2 separate regions of the Bombyx mori genome follow, and region 1 is linked to region 2. A link is a contact called in public Hi-C data. All regions are on one chromosome and are shown on one strand. The core of a region is the stretch at or near the end of the contact, and the rest is flanking DNA. Distances in the headings are between cores, read along the strand shown. Region 1 overlaps LOC101739643. Region 2 holds the start of RpL39 (ribosomal protein L39).

Evidence for each region. Hi-C and Micro-C count contacts between places; a contact is called where the count stands out from the background.
Region 1: a Hi-C map of midgut shows a contact between it and region 2, with 2.6 times the contacts expected there. The contact joins two enhancer-like sites. A contact is called at or near these places in 2 of 7 Hi-C or Micro-C datasets (midgut and whole pupa).

What each region holds. Positions count from the first base shown.
Region 1 is chr13:9,197,132-9,204,425 of ASM3026992v2, forward strand. LOC101739643 reads left to right here. Exons shown (of 9, transcript XM_004927792.5): 5 at 3,969-4,161; 6 at 4,556-4,735; 7 at 5,897-6,118; 8 at 6,435-6,536. Among protein-coding and RNA genes, the nearest start is that of LOC101739643, 8.6 kb to the left of the region's middle. Within about 2 kb of position 3,325, at least 1 of the 8 cell types and tissues checked has open chromatin away from gene starts, as enhancers often do.
Region 2 is chr13:9,156,735-9,163,033 of ASM3026992v2, forward strand. It overlaps RpL39 (ribosomal protein L39), which reads left to right and starts at 16. Exons shown (of 3, transcript NM_001043786.1): 1 at 16-32; 2 at 127-230; 3 at 2,673-2,771. The coding sequence starts at 30. The coding sequence ends at 2,721. LOC101739787 (bestrophin-4) reads right to left here. Exons shown (of 13, transcript XM_062671806.1): 11 at 6,040-6,234; 12 at 4,587-4,714; 13 at 4,217-4,495. The coding sequence ends at 4,376. Within about 2 kb of position 3,892, at least 7 of the 8 cell types and tissues checked have open chromatin away from gene starts, as enhancers often do.

The DNA of each region.
Region 1 (7,294 bases), core at 2,075-4,574, 40 kb after region 2:
GCTATGGCGAACTGTATCTTTCCCGCGGTGTGGAAAGAAGCGGACGTTATCGGCATACATAAACCCGGTAAACCAAAAAATCATCCGACGAGCTACCGCCCGATTAGCCTCCTCATGTCTCTAGGCAAACTGTATGAGCGTCTGCTCTACAAACGCCTCAGAGACTTCGTCTCATCCAAGGGCATTCTCATCGATGAACAATTCGGATTCCGTACAAATCACTCATGCGTTCAACAGGTGCACCGCCTCACGGAGCACATTCTTGTGGGGCTTAATCGACCAAAACCGTTATACACGGGAGCTCTCTTCTTCGACGTCGCAAAAGCGTTCGACAAAGTCTGGCACAACGGTTTGATTTTCAAACTATTCAACATGGGTGTGCCGGATAGTCTCGTGCTCATCATACGGGACTTCTTGTCGAACCGCTCTTTTCGATATCGAGTCGAGGGAACCCGCTCCTCCCCACGACCTCTCACAGCTGGAGTCCCGCAAGGCTCTGTCCTCTCACCCCTCCTATTTAGCTTATTCGTTAACGATATTCCCCGGTCGCCGCCGACCCATTTAGCTTTATTCGCCGACGACACGACTGTTTACTATTCCAGTAGAAACAAGTCCCTAATCGCGAAGAAGCTTCAGAGCGCAGCCCTAGCCCTAGGACAGTGGTTCCGAAAATGGCGCATAGACATCAACCCAGCGAAAAGTACTGCGGTGCTCTTTCAGAGGGGAAGCTCCACACGGATTTCCTCCCGTATTAGGAGGAGGAATCTCACACCCCCGATTACTCTCTTTAGTCAATCCATACCCTGGGCCAGGAAGGTCAAGTACCTGGGCGTTACCCTGGATGCATCGATGACATTCCGCCCGCATATAAAATCAGTCCGTGACCGTGCCGCGTTTATTCTCGGTAGACTCTACCCCATGATTTGTAAGCGGAGTAAAATGTCCCTTCGGAACAAGGTGACACTTTACAAAACTTGCATAAGGCCCGTCATGACTTACGCGAGTGTGGTGTTCGCTCACGCGGCCCGCACGCACATAGACACCCTTCAATCTCTACAATCCCGCTTTTGCAGGTTAGCCGTCGGAGCTCCGTGGTTCGTGAGGAACGTTGACCTACACGACGACCTGGGCCTCGAATCTATACAGAAATACATGAAGTCAGCGTCGGAACGGTACTTCGATAAGGCTATGCGTCATAATAATCGCCTTATCGTAGCCGCCGCTGACTACTCCCCGAATCCTGATCATGCAGGAGCCAGTCACCGTCGACGCCCTAGACACGTCCTTACGGATCCATCAGATCCAATAACCTTCGCACTAGACGCCTTCAGCTCTAGGAGCAGGCTTAGGGACCTCGGTAACCGTACTCGTCGAACTCGACAAAGAGTTCGCCGTGCAACCTAACCCATGAATCAGCTCGCTGAGTTTCTCGCCGGATCTTCTCAGCGGGTCGCGATTCCGATCCGGTAGTAGATTCATTCGCGAAGCAGCTGCTCTTGAGCTGTTAGGTCTCCTTCGGAGGCGCTCGGGTAGCTGTTAGCAAATCCCACCCCTCCTGGCTGAGCCTTTGCTCGCCCACCTGTCCTGGTGAAACTGGAAAGGCCTCCGGGCCACCAGTAATCCTTCAAACATAAAAAAAAAAAAAAAAAAAAAAAAAAGCTCTGGCATCTCGACATATATAAGTCGAATTATTACATTCCTGCAGTGGTTCTGAAAGGATGTGTCCCTGACCTGACACCTGTGTTATCACTTTTTTAACGCCTCTCTTATAACACTAACAGGGGTATGGTGTAGAAGAACACCCATGACCACACTATCCACAAGAAGTGTGACCAGTTCAACTCCTCAGGCTATAGGCCTATTTTGATAATCCCCATTCTTTCCAAGATGATGGAGTGAATAATAAACACAACTTCTGAAGTATCTTAAGGTTCACCAGATGATGAGTGACCAACAATATAATTTCTTTCACGAATGCTCAGTTGGAGATCTTTTTGTATACCTTACTCACAGGCTGAAGCCTAGAGAGCAATGGCAAAGCTGTCACTGTTAGCCTCAATATCATTAAAGCTTTTGATAGGGTCTGGCATAAGGCATTTTTGTCAAAGTTAACAAAAAGTTAGAAGTCGTCGTGGCCTAAAAGATAAGACGTGTATGGTGCATTCGTGTTCAAGCGATGCACTGATGTTCGAATCCCGCAGGCGGGTACCAAGTTTTCTAATGAAATACGTACTCAACAAATGTTCACGATTGACTTCCACGGTGAAGGAATAACATCGTGTAATAAAAGTGAAACCCGCAAAATTATAATTTGCGTAATTACTGGTGGTAGGACCAGTTGTGAGTCCGCGCGGATAGGTACCACCGTCCTGCCTATTTCTGCTGTGGAGCAGTAATGCGTTTCGGTTTGAAGGGTGGGGCAGCCGTTGTAACTATACTGAGACCTTACAACTTATATCTCAAGGTGGGTGGCGCGTTTACGTTGTAGATGTCTATGGGCTCCAGTAACCACTTAACATCAGGTGGGCTGTGAGCTCGTCCACACATCTAAGCAATAAAAAAATTAAAAGTTAACAGTTTACACAATCCCTGAAGTACTCAGCAAGGGGATCGCTAGCTTTTTGCATGGGTGGAGCATAATAGTCATCATTGATATCTGCTGCTATGATACCTAATCTGGCTTAAGGCCATGTTTTCCCCACGTTTTTCATCCTATATATCAATGACATGCTATTTATTGATGGCATGCATTTCTGTGGAGATGACAGCATGGGGGCTGCATGACAAATTTACCATCAGTCTTTCCAGAGCATGTTGCAAGAGAGACAATTAAAACTTGTGTCTAAATTAGAGAACTCTGGTTAGAATCTCTGCCTGGGCTGAATTAAATTTATTTCAATTCAACTCATTGAAGACATAGGTTGTGCATTGTTTACTGCCAAAAAGGACTTTTGTCACAATGCTGAAATTCATGTGTTCAAATTCATTTGTGCGATTTCAAATATCACAATCATTTGGAGGGCAAAACCAAGTTGGTGTAAAAGAAATCCGGGAGTCCTGTACAGAGCGAAGAATATTCACCCCTAGACAAATACTTTTACTTAACATAGCACAAGTCCAGCTTTGTGTAATGTAATGCTCCTACCTCTGGCTGGGGCTCCTAAATACTAGCTACTGACATTTCTCTCCATGCAGAAAAGAGCCATTCAGACTGTTGATAACCTTGTTTTCACTGATCATTTGGAAACTGGATCCTATGGAGGGACTTCAATTCTCTATAGGTTTTGTACTGTATGTTCCATGGGGAGTGTGCAGAATTGTTTGAGATGATCCCATTTCATTTATGCCTAAGCACCGGCTGCTACTAGTGCAGAGTCATCCATACTACATAGAACCCCTGCATTTATCCGCATTGTGTTTCTAGAGATCTTTTCTGCCACTTACCATTCGGCTTTGGTATGAAATTACCTCCTCGGTGCTTCCTGAGAGCTATGGCATGTCGTTCTTCAAACAAGGCTTGTGGAAAGTACTCAGTGGTAGGCAGAGACTTGACATTGTTGACGTCCGTTAACGATGGTAACTACTTATCATTAGGTGAATCGTATGCTGTTTAAAAGGGCAATAATAAAAATGAAATAATCAAAACTTTTGAAAATTTGGTTCATTTGGTAATAAACCACTACTCAATTTGTAAACAATATGTATCAAAATGAAGTGTCCTCATTTTTAACATCAGATTGAAGATGTTAAAAAACTGCTTGTTGAAGATGCTTGTTATTGACAGTTTTTTAAGAAAGCAAAACTACTTGTATTTGATTTATATCTAGATCTGATAGTAATAATGCCATTATTTATATTCTAACATGCTTGTTTAGACTGATAGACTTTGCATTTAAACAACACTTCAAGTCTATTATTTTGACTCTAGCATTTTAGCTCTCAGCTCTAAGTGTTGATTTAATTTACAGAATTGCTACTTATACTGTGGACACTCAAATCAGAGAACTTTTGACGAAACAATGTGCTGCTGATGAATCTTTATGTTGTAAGAATAAAAGTAAAAGAAGTGAAAAATTGGATCCTGTTAAGAAAAAAGAAGAAAATGGCCCTAAAAAACAAACACCTGTACCCATAATATCAAAAATTCCTCCTACTATACAGGTAATTCCATCTGGGAAATGGATGGATGTTTTTTATCAATAAATTCCACATTACTCACATAATATATGTATACCTTTTATTATTGACTTAAATTCACAGATCACACAAACCTATCAGGTTTGAAGCTATTATTATGGATCCTATGAACATAAAATGAAATTTTTAATTTTTTTATTGCCCCAGCAGGCAAGCGAGCATACGGTTCACTTGATAGTAAGTGGTTACTGTCGCTCATGGACGTCAACATTGCCAGGGACAGAGCCAAGCCGCTGCCTATTAGCATAATGTTATCACTATTAGTGATAACACTATGCCATTACCTTTTAATGGTCTCTAAAATGAAGGTGTTACTGTGTATTTTAGTTTAAATGATTGAAATAGTATTTATTAACAGGTGAAAAAATTTGCATCAATAAACTTGGATGAAACACCAAAGCAAGAAAAAAAACCTATAAAGAGACCAATAAGTCCTAAGAATAAACCAGTTATTGTTAAAAATCCAATTCCAATAGCTACATCAGTTACAAGACTTTTGCATCCATTAAATATTGGACCTCCAATGAAGAAGTTGAGGGTAAATAATTACATTAGTACATATTTATAAAGGGTGTTTTTATAGAGGTATAGAACTAAATGGAAAAAAAAGATAATTTTTTAAATTGCCATGAAATTCACTTTATTCGAAAGATAATCTTTTGGCATTATAATTTACATATGACTTCTGGCATATGACCGCCACGTCTGACTCGGACATAGTCTAATCTGGTGGTCCAATTTTCGATGAATTTTTCCAATATTTGTAGTCTTATATACATATATATATATTTTATTGCCTTTGACATATCGACAATTACGCGGTGAATGTTGTCCTCCGAGTGGTCAATCGTTCCGGGCTTATCGGCGTAGACTACAGACTTTACGGTCAGTCACCATTTACTAACATTCTGACCAGCATCGTTTTTTTTTTACAGCTTAGGTGGACACGAGCTGATCTTAAGTGGTTACCGGAGCCCATAGACTCTACAATGTAAATGCCAATGTAAATTATTTTTTCCAAGTTAAAGTTTCATACCTCTATAAAAAACACCCTTTATAAAGGAATAGAACTATACATAAAAATGATAAAAAGTGGAAGTTTGCTTAAGATCATGTCATCTCTTAACCATTGCAAGACATACGTAGCTGTGTTCTAAAAAATAATATAATGAAGGAACAAAATTGTGTAATAAGAATACAACTCTGAAATTAAAATTTGTGTGATTAATGTACAATTGACACAGATTAAGATGATAAGATTTTCAAGATGGGTTACATTCACTCGTTATTACATTCACACACATTCGTTCGTTTTGAAAAAAGATCTTCGACGTTCGCACGTGAATTGTACTTCAAATGAGTCCCAGGTAAAACGCCTCAACAGGAAATAGGAGTCTTCTTGTCGACCATATTATAGCTCAATTATAGATAACATCCATAATACGTTAAAGTCAACTACAATTTGTAATCCTAAGTCTGAAAGTTTCAATCATACTTCTTAAGCTTCTAAATTCGTAAAATGCCACAGGATCATTACATACACTTCACATTTATATTATGTACATTTTATCTAACCTATACAAAGCCAAATCAAATGAAATATACCATGTACTCATCTCTACTTACCAGGATAAGTGCAAGAAAATTATGTGTAAACTAATGAAATCAAATCTAGAGAAATTTAAATTGCCTGTTTCAGATTGCAAGTCCAATGATGGGCACCATTAGATATGTGAATGATACCAGAATGCAGTCTTACCAACGATTAAGGCCTAAAGCTCCCATCAATATAAACAATTTCAATGGTTTTAAAAACACAAATCCAATATTCAATCCGATCAGTACAAATTCTTTTCACAATAGCATGGAAAACATGGTCGCCAATGACAACATCAACTTATCTTTGGATAATTTGACTCAGGTATTTCATTCTAAATCCTTAAGTTTTTGATAATCGTAGTAAACCGTGAGGGGTCGTTCTGAAGCGGAAACTCCAATAAAAAACTGAAAATAACCATACAGACTTGTAATTTTGTTTATCGTGAAGTGCTTAATGTAGATTACATATGGTAATCTATTACATACAATAATACAAAATCGTTTTTTAAATATTAATTAAATGCCGCTCAAGTCATGACTGGTCATGTGATTAATTGGTGCGAGTATTTTGGTTTCATATTTTTTTAGTAATTCGCGATATAACCATTGAAAAACATGTACTTCTGAATGAATTTTAGGGCTTGGACATGTCAGCAGCTGCCGCTCTACTGTCAGCAAATAATTCTCAAAATGATGATGTTGTTTGTACACCGGATCTTCCTATGGAATCTTTGAATGAGGTAAAATAATTTGACTGTTCTACTCTAATGTTTTACTTGTAGGGTGTCTTGTAAGCCCGCACAGGTAGGTGCGACCTTGTCTATGTCTCCATGGACACAGTAAAGTATTCTGGTTTAAAGGATTGAATGGTTATTATACTTATAATTAAGACTTAGACTTAGATCATGTCTCAAGATCGGCAGCATCCTCGTTGTGATATGACTTACGGCAACCACATAACATCAGGTGGGTAAAGCGATCTCAATCATCCATTGATATCGTAAAAAATTTAATTAAAATTAGTTTAAAGATGAATTGAATCACTTTATTTTTGGACTGATTTTTTTATCTTGTTTTACACAAGATTACAAAAATACACTACGTATTATTAAGTTCTTAAATAATTATCAAACGTTTCTTGGGTATTGCGATCATTGAATCCTTTCAGCAGACTTTTTCATGTAGTCATCCTGCTGTGTGTGTTTCCGGGACGCCCAGTAATTGAATTCGGATCTTAGTAAGCTCTACTACTAGTGTAAGGCCGACCGAAAGTATCTTATCCTGGGCAATTTGTTTCCCCATATATTATGCAACATGGGGTAAATTTATTATTGCTTAAGAAAGGGCAACCTCTGTATCTTTTAAATTTTTTCATCTAGGCATAAATATTTTATATTGAAATCTAACAATATTTTCTAAAATAAGATCTAATTTAAATATCATATGAATTGAGTTTGTTTATATTTATCAAAAATAATTGACAGTTTATAATAACGTG
Region 2 (6,299 bases), core at 2,642-5,141:
ACTTTGTTTTGACAACTTGATTGTTCAAAATGGTTAGTATTGGGATTGGGAATATTTATAAAAATCTCTGTAATCTAATTACAAATGTGGAATATATTTATCTTAATTTCATGATTGATGTTTCAGTCGGCCCATAAGACGTTTATTATTAAGCGCAAATTGGCCAAAAAGCTGAAACAAAACAGACCCATTCCTCAGTGGGTAAGGATGCGCACAGGAAACACTATTCGGTAAGTAATTATTCAGTTCTTACAACAGCACCAATTAATTACCTATCCAAAGTGCAGAACATCTTATTTATTCATATTTTATTACATTATTATCATTATTTAATAATTTTAACATTAATTGTTTGGAGGTTAAGTATGCTGGTAAATATAAAACCAGGTGTTTAGATCTGCCGCACAGATAGAAAATTTTCCATTTTATTGTGTAGAAGTATGTAGTACTGGACTCTTGCTTTTTAATTTATTAATTTAATTCGTATTTCGTGTTTTCGGTTTAGTTCTCTATCTATCTATCTATCTCTTAGGTTTATGGCGTTTCCTTTTAGATTTCGCCAATGTCAAGTGTATTTAATCCTCTGCTTTCTATAGCGGGCTTCGTGAACGAGCAAGGTTTAGTTTTTAGTTCTCTTGGTACAAATTGAGTAATATAAAGTCACTATTCTGACAAAATAAACAACCGGTCTGAAAAGTTGACTTGCGTGTTCTACTGCTATAAAATAGGTCTCGGCAGCAACATTAGGTACCTACCTACATCAAGAACTAAACCTGCAGTCTTAGAAAATGAGTTCACTAAGATTGGACTATATCCCAGTAGGTAAATATTTATGAGTGACACACATGATTGAACAAAGTGCTCAGTCTGGTGACTAGAAAACTCTTCATTAATAACTTTTTATTAATTTCATTAATAAGTACCTAGCTTTCTTATGTTAAATGTGTTGTAAAAAAGACTAAAAACAATATAATGAAATCATTTTATTTTCCAAATCCATTTACTTAAAGTTTCAATTTCTTGATCAATCTGACAATTTAAGGTGCATTTAGGTTAGTAATTATGCTAGGAGGTCAATAAGCGAATATCCAGACACTGCTGCTTTTTTGGCGTAATTAAATGTATCTTGTGGTTGCTTATTTTGATCTGATATGGAAACTACTTTTTTACCTAAAATAGGGAATAGAAAAAATCCAAATACTAAAAAAACGATTCTGAATAATATGGTTGTTGCTGATATAAAACCTGAAGAGTAGAAAGAATAACCTTTCACCTGTTGAAGTGCTAAAACAATTAAAATGACAATCGAACCCTTCGGAATCCGGGTGGGTGCTCAATAGACGACAGACGATGATATAAAGATACCTTAGTTCTTTCTGTGTTCAAAAAGCCTTAAATATCAAGAAAGGATCTTTATAGACAATTAACAATATTAACAATTGATGATATAATTATAGACAGCAGTTTCGGTTTGAAGGGTGGGGCAGCCGTTAACTATACTGAGACCTTAGAACTTATATCTCAAGGTGGATGGAGCATTTACGTAGTAGATGTCTATGGGCACCAGTAACCACTTAACAACAGGTGGGCTGTGAGTTCGTCCAACCAAGTAGTAAAAAAAAAATTGCACATTATTCCAATGACAAAGAATGTCCTTGGCAACCATGTCCACAAAAATTGGTATTTAAAATAACAATTAAAATTAAAATATGAAATGTGAGAAAATAATATTAATATAGTGTAAACACTATATAACGACACTGGAGGGACTATGCATTTTATGGCATCATAGGATGCTATCATTAAATGGAAAGAAGAAAAATCAGAATTATAAAAAAAACTTTATTTCAAACTATTGTAGTGTTAGTAATTATGTACATAAAAACAATCTTATTTGAACACAGGTTGTTTTGCCTGACTTCTTACTGTCCCAGTAATTTTATTGTACTTTTTTACTTATTTTATTCATATCTTACGATATTGAGGCAACTGATAAACAAAGTACTTTGCCAATACTTTAGCTGGTTCAAAAGTTTTAATGCTCATTGGAGGCTCAGGATCATCTTTCTCATCTTCTTCATCCAACAATTATTACTTAATTGTGGTTGTTATTGAGAGGGTGTAATGCTATATAGAGTGTATCATGGTATGGGAGACAAGCTAAACCCACCAAAGCCAAGGGAATTGGACGCTTTAGGCCCTTAGGGAATTAGTCATTAAATCAAGTGACTTCACATGGAGTTACTGTAGTAATTTTAGTTGTGTACAACTCACGATAACTGAAAAATACTAGTGACAAAGAAGGATTTATAATTCAATCACATTGACAACAAATTAGGATTAAAATTTTCAGTACACATCCATTTCTATTTAAAAATAGTTCAGTATTTTTGCTCCTCTGTTTGTCAAGGGAAACTCTTAAGTGATTACTGACAGATTTAGCATTTAAATTTTTTTTGTATAGGTCAAAAGAGAAAACTGAAAACCAAAATTAATCTTAATGTTATAACTATGTTATAATGACTATGATAATAATGGTTTTAATTTGGATCATCTACCTAATATTAGTTTTAGTGCATGACTATATAGCTAAATATGTGACATTAAACTTTAATAATACATGTTATTATGATTTTAATATGAATGCATTTCAATCGTTTTTTTTATTTCAGATATAACGCTAAGAGGCGTCACTGGAGAAGGACAAAGCTCAAGTTGTAAGCTTGTGAATGTGTTAAATGTAATCTAATAAAAACCCTGTAAAGTCAAAAGTCAAATTTTATTTAAACCTTTACTTTTAGTATTTTTTAGAAATATTACATAGATAGATTAACAATGTTTTTTTTTTGTTTGGTTTATATCAATTTAGCTGCTATTAAAGACACTGAAACTAACAAAATTGACAAAAAAGTAGTGGACGTCTTTTTTCAAACGAGGTATAAGGAATTTCTAGCAGTAGGCGGCGGCTTGGCTTTGGTATTGCTAATACTTACAAGTGACTGACTATTTACTATCGTGTAGACTGCTCGTCCACAAAGAATTTAAAAAACATTAAATAGGTATTTAAAAATAGATTAAATATAATAATATAAGATATAATGATTACCTGCCTATGTACGAAGTTCTGGTGAACAATAAAAGCCTTTTTTTCGGGCAGAGGCCCTCTATAGGGGTCGCACACGGTATGTGGGACTTGACGGTCGGCAGATTTTGAAAGCGGACCGCGGGCCCAAGGATGATGCCTACCCACCAACCCCCACCATACGTCCGATCTCCGCCCGAGGTCAGAACCCGGGTAGAGTAGACGAGTTTCCGTGGTCAATACTACAACACGACTCGCGGCACTATCCTGAGAACACTTGACTGACGGGTCGTCAAGGCGATCGTCGACGACCAACGACGCCGGTCCCCACGGTACACCGTCAGGTCCCTGGGCGGTGCAGCTGGTGTTCTAGAACCAACTTTCCAGATCGGAACGCGATACACCCTCAACCGGGTTGCCCTCCTACAGCACACCCAGCGACGACGGTAACGCGGACCACAGCCGCCGACGCGTCGTCCCATCCTCCTGGTGCCAGCGCGCTAGCTACGATAGTGTGCGGCGCAGCCTTGACCCCCTCAGGTCGCGCAGCGAACATCACCGGGGAAAAAGAGCTCTGTCTCTTTCTGCGAGATGGTGGACTCTCTGAAGTCGAGTATCGCCTACCAGGACTTGTTGGGGCTACCGTGGTCCTACCTTCGCGACGAGAACACGGCACTGCTCCGCGAAAGCGGGAAGACCGCGAGCGCGCGTGCTCCGCCATGTCCTCGTCGTAGTCATTGCAGTGATGGCATCTGTTCCCTCCGGGCGAAGAGAGGCGGCCGAGGAGATATATAAGACCTGCTTTATGTACTAGTAGAAATATATAAAGTGTATAATCTATGACTAGTATTGAGTCTAGTCTCTAGGTGTAGTCTTGAGCCGCGACGCAGATTATTTCGGCTGATTTCTTACGGCGAAGTAGTCGTTTGTGGTCGAATGCAAATAAGACTTCAATCACTTGTCAGAAATCTTATTTAATTTGGCAAAATGCTAAAAATCATTTCAAAAAATTATATAATGATAATTCAACTTGCCTAAAATTAAAGACGAAGCATTAGCGAATTTGAAAAGCCGCTTTGTTTCAATACTAGGTCAAATGTTACTGTTTTTTAGGCAGAATTAAAAACAGGTACATAATAAAGCAATAGTTTGGTATTTATTTTAAATAATTGTATTAACACTAGCATTTATTGCTTGTACTTGCAGTAAAGGTTTAGCAATATCACAATTTATAATACTGAAAGGCTCAGAACGCCAATTTCATTCCCATGTAAATATGAGACTTATACTATGTCAAGTTGTGTCTTCTTTTGACCCATTTATATGGTTCTCTTCTTTCTTCAACGCTCCTGATTGGATTAGTAGGTCTTCTAACAATAGATCATTGTCTAATATTTCACCACTGCCTGTGCGCTGAAATAAATTAAATATATATATATATATTTTATCAATGCCAAGTGCGTTTTTATTAGACTTGTGAAGTTTAATACTGTTTTTTAATTACCTGTTGAGCACTAACAGACCGAGCCATTAGTTTCTGTAAATATTTATCTCTTCGGTGCTGCTCTCTTATACTTCTGAGCCGGTTGAAGTCATCTATATCGGGTTCTTCCTCCCCATCCACATCATCGACTGAAAGGAGTAAGTAAGAAATAGGCTTTAATCGAAACAATTTAATACTATTCATGTTTTTTTTTTAAATATTCTGAATACCTACAAATACGAACCATAGATTTTTTTATCGGAACTCACTGACATGCCTCATTAACAATACCAACTCGATCGCGGTCGCGTTATTTGCTATATAATACTATATATGATATAACAACATACATATTTTATCGCCGGATCTTTAAACTATTGTGTTGGGTGACGTCTTATGACTGGTAGCCATTTGACACTCCAGCTGTGAGCTTGTTAAACCATTCATACATTGAAACCAGCGTTATCCAAATTGATGCCTACGAATTTTATACACATAATCGCGCCATTATTTTTATAATTAATTCAATGAGATCATATTCACGCTTTTTTCCTATCCTATTGTACCCGTGCTTGCATAATTATAATACGTCTAATAATAGTAAACGTTCGCTATCGTAGGACACCACTACAAAACGCAGACGTGTATTTTTTATTTTTTATTGCTTAGATGGGTGGACGAGCTCACAGCCCACCTGGTTTTAAGTGGTTACTGGAGCCCATAGACATCCACAGCGTAAATGCGCCACCCACCTTGAGATACAAGTTCTAAGGTCTCAAGTATAATTACAATGGCTGCCCCACCCTTCAAACCGAAACGCATTACTGCTTCACAGCAGAATTAGGCAGGGTGGTGGTACCCACCCGCGCGGACTCACAAGAAGTCCTACCACCAGTAAGAAGCAGCATTCTTGGTAAATCCCTTAGATCAGAGTACCGCGGAAGTCTATAAGGGTCCGTTCACATAGACCGGATCGTATACGTTGAGAATTGGCCGGAGCGGAGCCGCCAACTATTTTACATAGACCGGCTGGAAGAGATCTGAAAGCGGTTGCGCTCGGGTCGGCTACGAGAGCGAGAAAGAGCGCGCAATCGGAGCCGATCGGCTCTTATTATTTCACGCGCAACGCATTCAAGCATTCTTAATGACAAAAATGTGCACATGCAAAAATAAACTTTACTACCATTACTCAAAACTATGTTTCGAACGTGATAAAAATCTGCTATTCTTTTTTGGTGGCGAACTACGACCCATGAGGTCATATGATCCGTGAAGTCTACTAATCATGTCCGCATGTCCGTCATGTTCAACGCGTTCGTAGTTCCTGCATAACAGTACACTTGGAATGGAAATGGAACTGTCTGAACATGTTAATTTTGACAACTCGGATTGAATGATATAGTTCCATATGAGAACATAGTTCCAGGAACTATTTCGGTCCGGAACTACGCATGTCTAGTCTGAAGATACGCACTGAGTGTCTGGCTGCCGGCAGCGCTGAGCGAGGCGCCGACGTCGCTGTCGAGACGCGGCCGCCGCTCGTCGTCGATGTCGGCGAACGAGCCCCGCGCGGTGAGCGAGCGCGCCGTCGGACTCTTGTCGTCTCGCTCGTCGTCGCGCTCGCCGCCCCACTGATTCGGCGCCGAGCGGGACAACCGACTGTCTTCCTCTGAAAACATTACCTCGTGTATTGCAACTATAAAACGATGTTTCCCAGCCCAAAACACGTCATTA